Linked DNA regions of Mus musculus: region 2 is linked to region 1. A link is a contact called in public Micro-C data. All regions are on one chromosome and are shown on one strand. Each heading gives the region's core, a stretch centred on a gene start, on an enhancer-like site or on the middle of the called end of the contact. The rest is flanking DNA. Distances are from core to core; before and after follow the strand shown. Region 1 holds the start of Pkd1 (polycystin 1, transient receptor poteintial channel interacting). Region 2 holds the start of Hs3st6 (heparan sulfate (glucosamine) 3-O-sulfotransferase 6).

The links. Hi-C and Micro-C count contacts between places; a contact is called where the count stands out from the background.
Region 2: a Micro-C map of embryonic stem cells shows a contact between it and region 1, with 5 times the contacts expected there. The contact joins the promoter of Hs3st6 here to the promoter of Pkd1 in region 1. A contact is called at or near these places in 1 of 484 Hi-C or Micro-C datasets (embryonic stem cells), 1 of 115 datasets of contacts at active chromatin or transcription factors (pancreatic cancer cells) and 2 of 9 other capture datasets (adipose tissue and pancreatic islet).

Annotation. Positions count from the first base shown.
Region 1 is chr17:24,548,020-24,553,358 of GRCm38.p6, forward strand. Pkd1 (polycystin 1, transient receptor poteintial channel interacting) reads left to right here and starts at 1,931. Exons shown (of 46, transcript NM_013630.2): 1 at 1,931-2,458. The coding sequence starts at 2,244. LOC115488769 (a long non-coding RNA gene) reads left to right here and starts at 2,465. Exons shown (of 2, transcript XR_003952238.1): 1 at 2,465-5,339.
Region 2 is chr17:24,750,767-24,755,692 of GRCm38.p6, forward strand. It overlaps Hs3st6 (heparan sulfate (glucosamine) 3-O-sulfotransferase 6), which reads left to right and starts at 2,222. Exons shown (of 2, transcript NM_001012402.2): 1 at 2,222-2,732. The coding sequence starts at 2,320.

The DNA.
Region 1 (5,339 bases), core at 681-3,180:
AATTGAGATACGATTCCCCAAGCGTGATATCTAGTATTGTTTTTAAGAATATTTAAGCCAAGCCTGGTGTCACTACTCATTAATCCCAGCTCTCAGGAGGCAGAGGTAGGTAGATGATCTCTGTGAGTTTAAGGCCAGCCTGGTCTACAGAATGAGTTGTAGGACATCCAGGACCACTATACAGTCAAACCCTGCCTCAGAAAATTAAAAAAAAAGTTATGTTTTTTGTATGGGTATTTGTTATTCTCATCCATGAAGGAGCTGAGAGAGGTTAAAAGGGTGTCCTTGGAAGTCCTGTGAGAAATTAATTAAGTAGTCTGGTCAGGAGCTTTTAGGAACCTCTCACTCTAGAGTACTGGCCTGAGAAGCGCATGCTACCATGCATGCTCTGTGAGTTGGTTTTGTTTGTTTGTTTGTTTTTCGAGACAGGGTTTCTCTGTGTAGCCCTGGCTTTCCTGGAACTCACTCTGTAGACCAGGCTGGCCTTGGACTCAGAAATCTGCCTGCCCCTGCCTCCTGAGTACTGGGATTAAAGGCGTGTGCCACCTCACCCGGCTTCTGTGCGTTTCAATATATTTAATAAGGCTGTTCATTCACTCGTCTAATTACGGAACAAACATGCTTATTGGCCCCAAAGAACGTCCCACCCCTTTCCTCCAGTCTCAAGGCACTCATCAACTTCCTGTCTTTGTGGACTTTTCTCTCCCTTTTTAATTTAATTTTTCTTTCCCTTTTTGAATATTTCCTGTGTAGTTCTTGGTATTTGGACGTCTAAACATTTTTTTCAAGGATTACTCCCCGGTGCTATGGTTGGAGTCTTTTCTCTCAATTTAATTTTGTCTTTAGCTCCTGCGCACAAGGATCTACAGTACCTGGAGACTGAAGCCTGAGATGGAGCTGCTTGGCGGGTGGGCGGGTGGTACAGCGTCTCCCCAGCACCTCCGCAGGGTGGTCTGCGCGGAGTGGTGGAGGGCACGGCGCTAAACTGCACCCACTCCAGGTGAGCTCAATCTCATGCATCACTTCTGAGCCTCTGCAGCATGCTCTGGCAGAGGTCCATGATATGACGCAGCAAGTATTTATTGACTCAGGTCGGCGGTACTCTCCAGGGTCAGAGAAGACTTGCGAAGTGGAAGCTCGCACAGCTGGCACCCAGAAACTGTAGGTCGCAGGGTTTTTTGTTTTGTTTTGTTTTTTTAATTTATTATCAGTGTAGAGCGCATGCTATGGCCAGGGTGTTGCGGCCAGAGGACAACTTTGTATAAGTTGGATTTGTGTACGTGGATTTCGGGAGAGGACTCAGCTGATTAGGCTTCCTTTATCCGCTAACCGACCCCCCACCTCCACAGGGTTTCTCGGTATATCCCTAGCTGTCCTGGAACTCACTCTGTAGACCAAGCTGGGCTCTGAACTCAGAGATCCACCTGCCTCTGCCACCCGAGTATTGGGATTAAAGTCTTTGCCACCACCACCCAGTGCTGAGCCCTCTCTTCTGCACCTACTAGTGTTTTTAATATTGTGACTGTTGATTGCAGAAGGCTAGGAGCGAAGAAACCTACTGACTCCAAGAAGGCCTCAACAGCCAGAGGACTTCAAGGGGGAACTCGGGAAAGCAGGGTGAATAGCCATAAGCTCTCCAGCCGTTGTGGGTAGGGGACAGCCTAAGCGGGCAGCTGCTCAAACCGCAGCCTGACTCGGGGCTCGAAACGCCGCAGCAGAGGGGGCGGAGCTTCCTCCACCTTCAAGCCTGGTCTGCAGCAGACCCAGCGGTGCAGAAGGCGGGGCCTCCGGAGGACTCCCCTCCCGTGAGACCCCGCCCACCAAGGCTCACGCTCACTGGGCGGAGCCTCTGAGGGCGCCCTTCCTTCAGGCCCCGCCTACTGCAGGATCTGCAATGAAGAGGGCGGAGCCTGTGAAGGCCTTCTCTTCATCCAGTCCCACCTACAGCCAACTTGGAAGCGCAGGGGCGGAGTCTGAGGGCGCCCCGCCCCACGCCGGAGGTGGGGGAGGAGGAGGAGCTGGCGCTGGGTCTGCAGTGCAGCGCGAATGCGCGAGCAGGCGGCCAAGGCCCTGAGGTGCGGCCTGCCCCAGAGCGCTGAGCAGCTGTCGCACCGCAGACGGGCCACGGCCGCCGCGGCATTCAGCCCCGTGCCGCACCATGAGGTCCGCGGGCCCCTCCTGAACTGCGGCTGCCGGCGCAAGGGGCCTCGGGGAACCGGGGCCATGCGCGGGCTGCGCTGACGATGCCGCTCGGCGCGCCTGCTCTCCTGGCGCTGGCCCTAGGCCTGGGCCTGTGGCTCGGAGCGCTGGCCGGAGACCCTGGGCGCGGCTGCGGGCCTTGCCCGCTCCCCTGCTTTTGCGGCCCTGCGCCCGACGCCGCCTGCCGCGTCAATTGCTCCGGCCGCTGGCTGCAGACGCTAGGGCCGAGTCTGCGCATCCCGGCTGACGCCACCGCGCTGTGAGTAGCTGCGCCGAGGCAGTGCAGGCGGGCAGGCGGTTGCCATGGCGGCGGGCGGCCTGGCTAGAGCATCATGACTGGGTCCGGCGGGAGCAGGGCTGAGGTAGATAGAGCCCTTCTGGAGCTTTGCCGGGCTGTCGGCCGCAGAGCGTGGGCGCGGTCCTGAGCTCGGGCCGCAAGACGCAGCGGGGCCTGGCCGCTCCTAGGGCGAGGCTCCAGCAGGGATGTCGGCCCGACTAAATAAGGAAAACCTTGGACCTCAGCCGGCGTGACCCAGAAGAGTAGCCAAAAATCCCAGTTCCTACGAAGACTGACGTTTTACGTTGCGGGGCTCCTCAAACAGGAGCTACAACAGTGCGTGGGGCGTGGTAGGAGGTTGCGGAATAAACGTTAATTAGAGACTAATTGAGGTGTATCCTGGGGTTGGAGATTTCTGTTGGGGCTCAGAGCTGGCCTCTAGGGGAAGAGTCTCGACAAGAATTTTATGGATGTGTAAGAATTGACTATGTTTAAGGGACAAAAGGTTGGTCCAGCGGCCTGGCCTGAGGTTGGCCACACATAGTGACTGCTGGAGAAGTGTTAGGGAGTAGAGGGTGTGATGGATGTGGGCCTCTAGTGGTACTTAGGGAGGGGAAATTGCCAGGAGGGGTTAAAACATTTGCCATTTCGGCAGTTTTGCCTTCTGAAAGTAACAGGCAAATCTCACTGAGAGATCAACATCTTGAACCAGGCTTAACTAGTCTCTTTTTATAGATTATCACACTTAATTCTTAGTCCAGTTCTCTGGCGTAGAGCCAGACCTCTGTTTTACAGGTGAGGAAAGAAGCTTGGAGATGCGATGTATTTTCAAGGTATCACAGCCTAGACATCATAGCTTAGGTTTGGACCTTTGCAGTGTTGGCAACCAGGGTTGGATCAAAAATGTTAAGAGGAGATTGCAGACTGCAGTAATTTGTCTCAGGATTAACTGATTCCAACCGGTTTTTTTTTTGTTTTGTTTTGTTTTGTTTTTGTTTTTTTCCCCCAAGACAGGGTTTCTCTGTATAGCCCTGGCTGTCCTGGAGCTCACTCTGTAATCCAGGCTGTCCTGGAACTCAGAAATCCGCCTGCCTTTGCCTCCCGAGTGCTGGGATTAAAGGTGTGCACCACCACTGCCCGGCTGATTCCAACCTCTTAGACTTCCTGGGCACTTCAGCCACAGTAGTTCTTGCTGCAATTCCCTCAGGAACTTGTTAAAGTAGAAATGGTCCCTTTCACTGGTTTTTATAATGGGCTTGGTGACTTCACCCTAGTATGGAGCTGAGATTTGGGTTCCTATGATTGTGTTCCTTGACCACTGTAGCATTTGTGGTGCAGCTGTCTCTGGAGATGGATCCCCTTTTGCTATCTAATAGGATCCACAGAATTGCATCTGATCCAGATTTATGGATGCTATGAATGAGGGCACTTCTTTCTCTCTGCTACCTGGTATCTGTAGGAGTCAGGTCCAGCTCCTGTTGGCTCCTTCTTCACCCTCTGCTGACCTCCCAGGAGCTGTCTAGGGAATGAAAGATGAGAGCCTACAAGTCTGTGGGCTCTGCTCGGCAGTGAAGCTTGAGCGGTTGCCCTGGGTTTGGTACAAGGGGTTTTCTGAGAGCTAATAGCTTGACTGACTTCATACGGTTCTCAAGATATTAGCCCCTCACATTGTGGGAAGAGACATCTGATAGACCTCATGTGTGGACAGATGGGTAAAGAATTCACATTTTTATTTCTACCTCCAACACTGCTTCTAAGAGACTTAACCGGCTGAGGCCTCAGGGACAGGTGTTGAGTTCCCCCTACTGCTTCTCAAGGTCAGTTTGTGTCCAGTAGGTTGTCCATTCTGTAGACTACTGCAGATCAGATAGATGGTTTTCTCTGAGGACCAAGGACACAGACAGCAACCTTAGGCTAGTGCTTAGGTGCCCAAGGAACATTGCCTTCTTTCTGATTATCAGACCCCTCTGTATGTGTGTGGCTCTTTGGCAGGACGGCTATGTCTGGTAGCAGGACAGCTGGTCTTCTGAGAGCATAGCTTCCCAGCGTTTCTTGGCTTAAAATCATGCTGCTGCTTAAGAAAGGTGACGTTCCTGGAAGGGTGCTGCTACTTAACTCACTCTGAGCTTTACTGTGGATCATTTAAAGCCTTGCTATTGTGAAAAGTATGCAGAACAGAATAATGAACCTCACCCTTCTTGCCTGTCATTCCTGTCTTATATTTCGAGCCAAAGACCAGCATCTTATTCTTTTATCTATTTTAACACTGAAAACACATCTAAACTAGGAAACACTTCCTTAGGTTTAGTGGATGTCCACTGTGTACATTTTTGTGAAGCTGACCTCAAACTCACAGATCTGACTGCTTCTGCCTGTCAAGTGCTGGTACTAAAGGTGTGTGCCACCATGCCCAGCTGTTTGGGGTGGGTTTTTTTGTTTGTTTGTTTTTGTTTAGACATGTAGTACAAATTGGCCTTGAACCCTCAAATATTTGATCCTCCTGCCTCAGTCTTCCTAGTGCTAGAATTACAGATGTGTACTATCAGGCCTGACTCTGGATTTTTGGTAGTTTAATTTAGGGGCTGAATTAGGTCTACCTAGTACAGTTAGTTGATGGCCTGAATCTAGCTGATGGCTACACTTTTTCTAGTTCTCTTTTTCTACTTTTGACTTTGAAAAAAACTAACTCCTGTATCCAGTTTCTGACTGACTGAGCTGTGAGTTGTTGGCTTCTTGCATGTCTCTGTCCTCTGTGTCTCCAGCTCTGTTGTGGTGGGTCACACCTCTTTCAAGGTCTCTGGGACCTCTCTGGCTAGTGACTACAAGGCAGGACATTCTATTGTTGAAGAAAGATCTCTGGGAT
Region 2 (4,926 bases), core at 972-3,471, 200 kb after region 1:
CTGTCTGTAACTCCAGTCCCAGAGGACCAGACACTCTCTTCTGACATACTCATACACTAGGCACATGTGGTATGCACACATAAGTGGCAGGCAAAAAATCCAGTCCTACACGTAAATAACAAAATAAAATCTAAAATAAACATTTAAGTCGATGATAGCCATATTTGCACAACATGATGAACGTTCTGGAAGTCAATGATGTCTAGTTTTGAATAGTATGTGAGCTGAACCTCAAGAAAGCTATCACCCCAAAGACTTGATGGTGGCCGTAGCCTGTGGCCATGGGCCAGAGGAAGGGACTTTAATAGGCCCTTCTCCTCTCCTATCTCCTTGCAAGATGAGCTTGCATTCCCATTCCAATCTCTCTGGCTGTTGTGTTCTGCTGAGCAGCCATTACCACTCCCTCTTCTGCCTGAATTTGGTTAACTTCTTATCTGGCCATCACCTCCAGAATGCCTTTTCTACCCTCTCCTCTCTAATCAGTATGTATTGAGTAGTCTCTGCATGCCAGCACCATGTTAGGAGTTTTGGAGAGCTTGGGAATGGGTGCCATCAGGGGGATCTCCAGATTTGTACCCCTTCCCGCCAAGAGAGCCAGAGGGAAGATGGAGAAAGAGAGTCAGCTTCCAAACTCTCAGCTGCTCCGGGCCAGTGTCTCCTGGAGAGTCTTCTGCCCTGTGGAAAGGCATCCTGCAGAGGAAATCACCAGCAGGAGGTAGGAACTTAGCCAGCACTGAGGAGATGGGGGGATTACCAGGGACTAAGTCTCAAGTGGTGACAACTCAGACTGTGAAGGTGTAATCGGGCAGTATGGGACCTCCCTGGGAGTGCTCAGAGGAGAACCAGCTTGTCTTCAACAAATCCCATTTACAGCTAGATCCGAAGAAGAACTTCCTAGGTCCCTACATGTACTAACATGCTTCCCAGACAGTGCTGGACTAAAAACCCGCCCACAGGGCTGCTGGCACCAGCTTGCCCTGACAAGCAAATGTAGCTCTGGTGTCTGGGACTAGTTTTGGGTGGTGCATGTCCCCCTTGTACCTAGCTGCCCTCAGGGTGGGAACTAAATGTCTGTGGGTCATTGGAGTTTTCTGTCCCTCAGAGGCAGCCTGCAGTGTGAGACTTGTTCAGATGCCATGAGACCCACGGACTGCTGATTAATAAACAGAGCCGAGGGCAGAGGCTGAGTAAGGGTACTGGGGCAGGGACTAGACTGGGCAGCCAGGAAAGTCGGACAGAGGCAGAAAGAAGAGGCGCCGTTACCTTTTCCCTGGTCAGGGCAACTTATTCGGCATCCTGGATGGAGTCTTTCCTCCTCTGCATTCCTAGTAAGCAGCTTTGTAGACTCGGTGAGCCAGGAACAGGACATGGAGGCGCGGGGGTGGGGTGGGGGTGGGTGGGTGGGGTGGGGGTGGGTGGGTGGGTGAGAAGTTTCTGCAGTGTCTGGTAGGTTTCACACATGTGAGGGCCCCGGGAATCTCACTATGCTCAGAGGAAGCTCCACAGACAGAACCCAGATGCCTCCCCTGCCTCCTAGTACAGGCCTTTTCACTCCTGGGGGGCGAGGGGGCGTGTCACCGCTTTGCAATTTCCCGAAGGGATCACTGACATCTTGGGGAGGCCAGCTCTATTTGATACAAGGACTTTAAAATGGTGGCCCGACTATCGGACAAGCTCTCTCCACAGGGCAGGGCTCCCACCCTAATGAATGGCTAGGTGGACTGTTGGCAAGTAATGCAACAAGCATTCCTGTCACAGGCTCAAAGATGCATGGGGACCCTTTCCGCGCCGGATGTATGCCTGGCTCCATCCTTCCTGCACAGGCGATTCCTGGACACGGTGTCCTCCGGTGATGAGGCCCTGGCTCCGGGAAACAGGGGCTGAGGCCGCACACCTGTCGCCCTGGTCCAAAGGGGCAGAGATAGACTTTTAAAGGACAGAACGGGGATTCCCACTCGCCCAGTCTTGTGTCCCTCCGCGCCACGCATTCCCGTAGTGTAAGAGCGAAGACTTTGGAGCCAAGCGAACCGGAGACCAGCTCAGGAGGAGTGTTGGGGTAGCTGGGATAGCTCCTGGTCGCTCTGGAAGTTAGCTGGAGTCGCTAGTCCCAGGCGAGGGCTGGGGAGGGGCGTCTCGGCCCCGCCCCGCCCCGCCCCGCCCCGCCCCGCCCCGCCCCGCCCCTCTCCGGCTCCAGGGTTGCGAGGCTGCGGAGCTCAACCCAGAAGCCGGGCGCCCTGGGGTTGAGCGGGCGACGCACTATAGCCGGGATGCGCACCTGTCTGCGGTTCCCGCTCCCGAGCCTGAGCGCGAAGCGACCCCATGGCAGGTAGCGGTGGCCTGGGCGGCGGGGCCGGTGACCTCCAGGGTGCGGGGACGGGCCAGGGGACTGCACTGCGTGCTCTCCGTGCTCCGCTGGCGCTCGTAGTTCTGTTGCTAAGCGCCTACTGCCTCTTCGCCCTCCCCGGCCGCTGTCCACCTGCCGCCCGCGCCCCTGCTCCGGTTCCTGCACCCGCCGAGCCGCCCCACACCTCCCTCCGTCTGAGAGCACCCGGCCTGCCGGTGGCCAGCGGCCCGGGGCGCCGGCGCTTTCCTCAGGCGCTCATTGTGGGTGTGAAGAAAGGCGGCACGCGCGCATTGCTGGAGTTCCTGCGGTTGCACCCCGACGTCCGTGCACTTGGCTCTGAACCCCACTTCTTCGACAGGTGCTATGATCGCGGCCTCGCCTGGTACCGGTGAGCGTCCCTGCTGGTCCGCGCCTCGTCGGTGTGTGCCTTGGACTGTGCTTTCTTAGAACCCAGGATGAGTAGGGTAGAATCCTGGGCACTGGGTCTAAAACAAGCCTGTTAGGGAAATAGCCTTGATTTCCTGGGCACAGCGACCCTCGAAGGAGAGGCCATCTATAGCCAAGGGTCGCAGGAATTAGAAAATCTCAGAGAAAACTCTGTTCTCCTGTTGGGTGGCCAAGGGACTCAGCGAGGCATGATCCTATCTTGAAAGTAGTTTCAAGCGAGTGAGATAACTGGGCAGGTAGACTTTCCTTTTTAGAGGGTCAGGGAATTGAACCTGAAGCCTCAAATGTACTAAACGAGTATTCTACCACTAAGCTACTAATATATATCCATATATTATTATGGTTTATATCAATATAATCCCGGTGGAGCTACTTGGCAGCCTTAGAGATACTTGGAGCTCAGTCACTTTATCATCCCTTCGTGTCTGTCCATTCCCTGCTATAACTCTGGGTAAGTACTGGTAATTATCTGACCACTAGTCAAGTATATTTTGGAAGGGCCTCCAGGTTTCCAGAAGTGTTCTAGAAAGTGCCTTTCCACCCCTAAGAATCTCTCCCTCACCCTGCATCAGGGAGCCCTCTATAGCTGCTGGAGTCTGAAGAAAGTTAGGTCTGGGCTTTGAGGAGGGAGACTCTGCTCTTTGGTTTAGCCCAAGGGTGGGGACTGGAATACACCCTTCTGTAGCTGTCCTTTCTACATACAGGAGGACTTGGGATGCAGCAGTGGAATGTGGGGAGCACTACCCCAGGTACAGCAGTATGTCCTGGTGGATGGTCAGATTCTGGTTCCTCCCTTCTGGTGTGACTACCCACAGGCTCCGCCCACCGCCTCCTGCAGGCATCGAGGGCCCCCTGCTCCTTCATGTAGGGAAATGGGGCTATATTGGCTTGCCTCTTCTGCAAGCCCGAGCTGAGCCATGATAACCTGGAGAGTCAGTGCGGGTGGCACACTGACTGTTTCCCGGGTTCTTCTGTACTCCCGTTTGCTAACTCTGCCTTTTGCACTAAGACCGGTCTTAACGGGTTTGGGAGAGAACAAGCTCGAGACCTCTAAGGGTCAGTACTACCCGAGGAGAGGTTCTCGGGAACACTGATGTTCTCAGCATGGGAGGAGGGAGCGTTCAGGACACAGCACAGCTTCAGGATCCATGTGGAAGTGTGCAGAGGATGCTGGGGAAGGGAGGGACCCGAGGCCCCACCCTACTCAGGGTTATCCTCTGTGGTTTGCTGCTCTGGATTTGCTCAGAAGTGTGGAGTAAGCTAAGTGGCCTGTCTGGGATTCGGGACTGTATAGCCTAGTGTCTTCTTCACTTGGCTATAGCTCTCTGGTGGCAGCTTCTCAGGTAATGTCCCTTCAACCCATCACATGCATGCACTGAGCCTCTGAAAGTTACCACCTGATACCATGGTGGTATCTCCAGTCACAGGACCTGGGCTGAGGGAGGGAGGTGGGAGAGGAGCAGCCACTGGGGAGGTACTGCTCATCTTGGGCTGTGATCTGCCTCATTCAGGCAGTGACCCGTGTATCTGCTGGACTCAGCAGAGGGGCCCTGGGTTGCTTTTTGCACAACTATTATCTTCTCTGCTTCTCCATTACATTATTTCTTTGGCTTTGTTGCTGCTACTTTTGGGACAGGGTCTCTTGTAGCACATGTTAGCCTCAGATTCTCAGTGTGGCCATGGATGGTTAAACTTCTCATCCCCTTAGCTACACCTCATCAGTGCAGGGGATTACAGATATCTTCATTATAGGTACCACTATGTCTGTCTGTCTGTCTGTCTGTCTGTCTCTCTTTGTGTGTGTGTGTGTGTGTGGAGAGAGAGAGAGAGAGAGAGAGAGAGAGAGAGAGAGAGAGAGAGAGAGAGAGAGAGAATGAATATGCTGACAAGAACATGTAGGTCAGAGGCTAACTCTTAGGAATCTCCTCTCTTCCCCCTGTGAGATCTGGAGATTGAATGCAGTCAACAGATTTGCACAGCAAAGGCTTTTACTTGCTGAGTCATGCCACCCACCCAAAGGGATTTGGTTTTTGAGGCAGGGTCCCAGTTCTGCATTTGTGGCTCGCCTGGAACTTGCAGTGTAGATCATGCCAGCCTCAAACTCAAAAAGAGATGGAGGCCTGTGCCACCATACC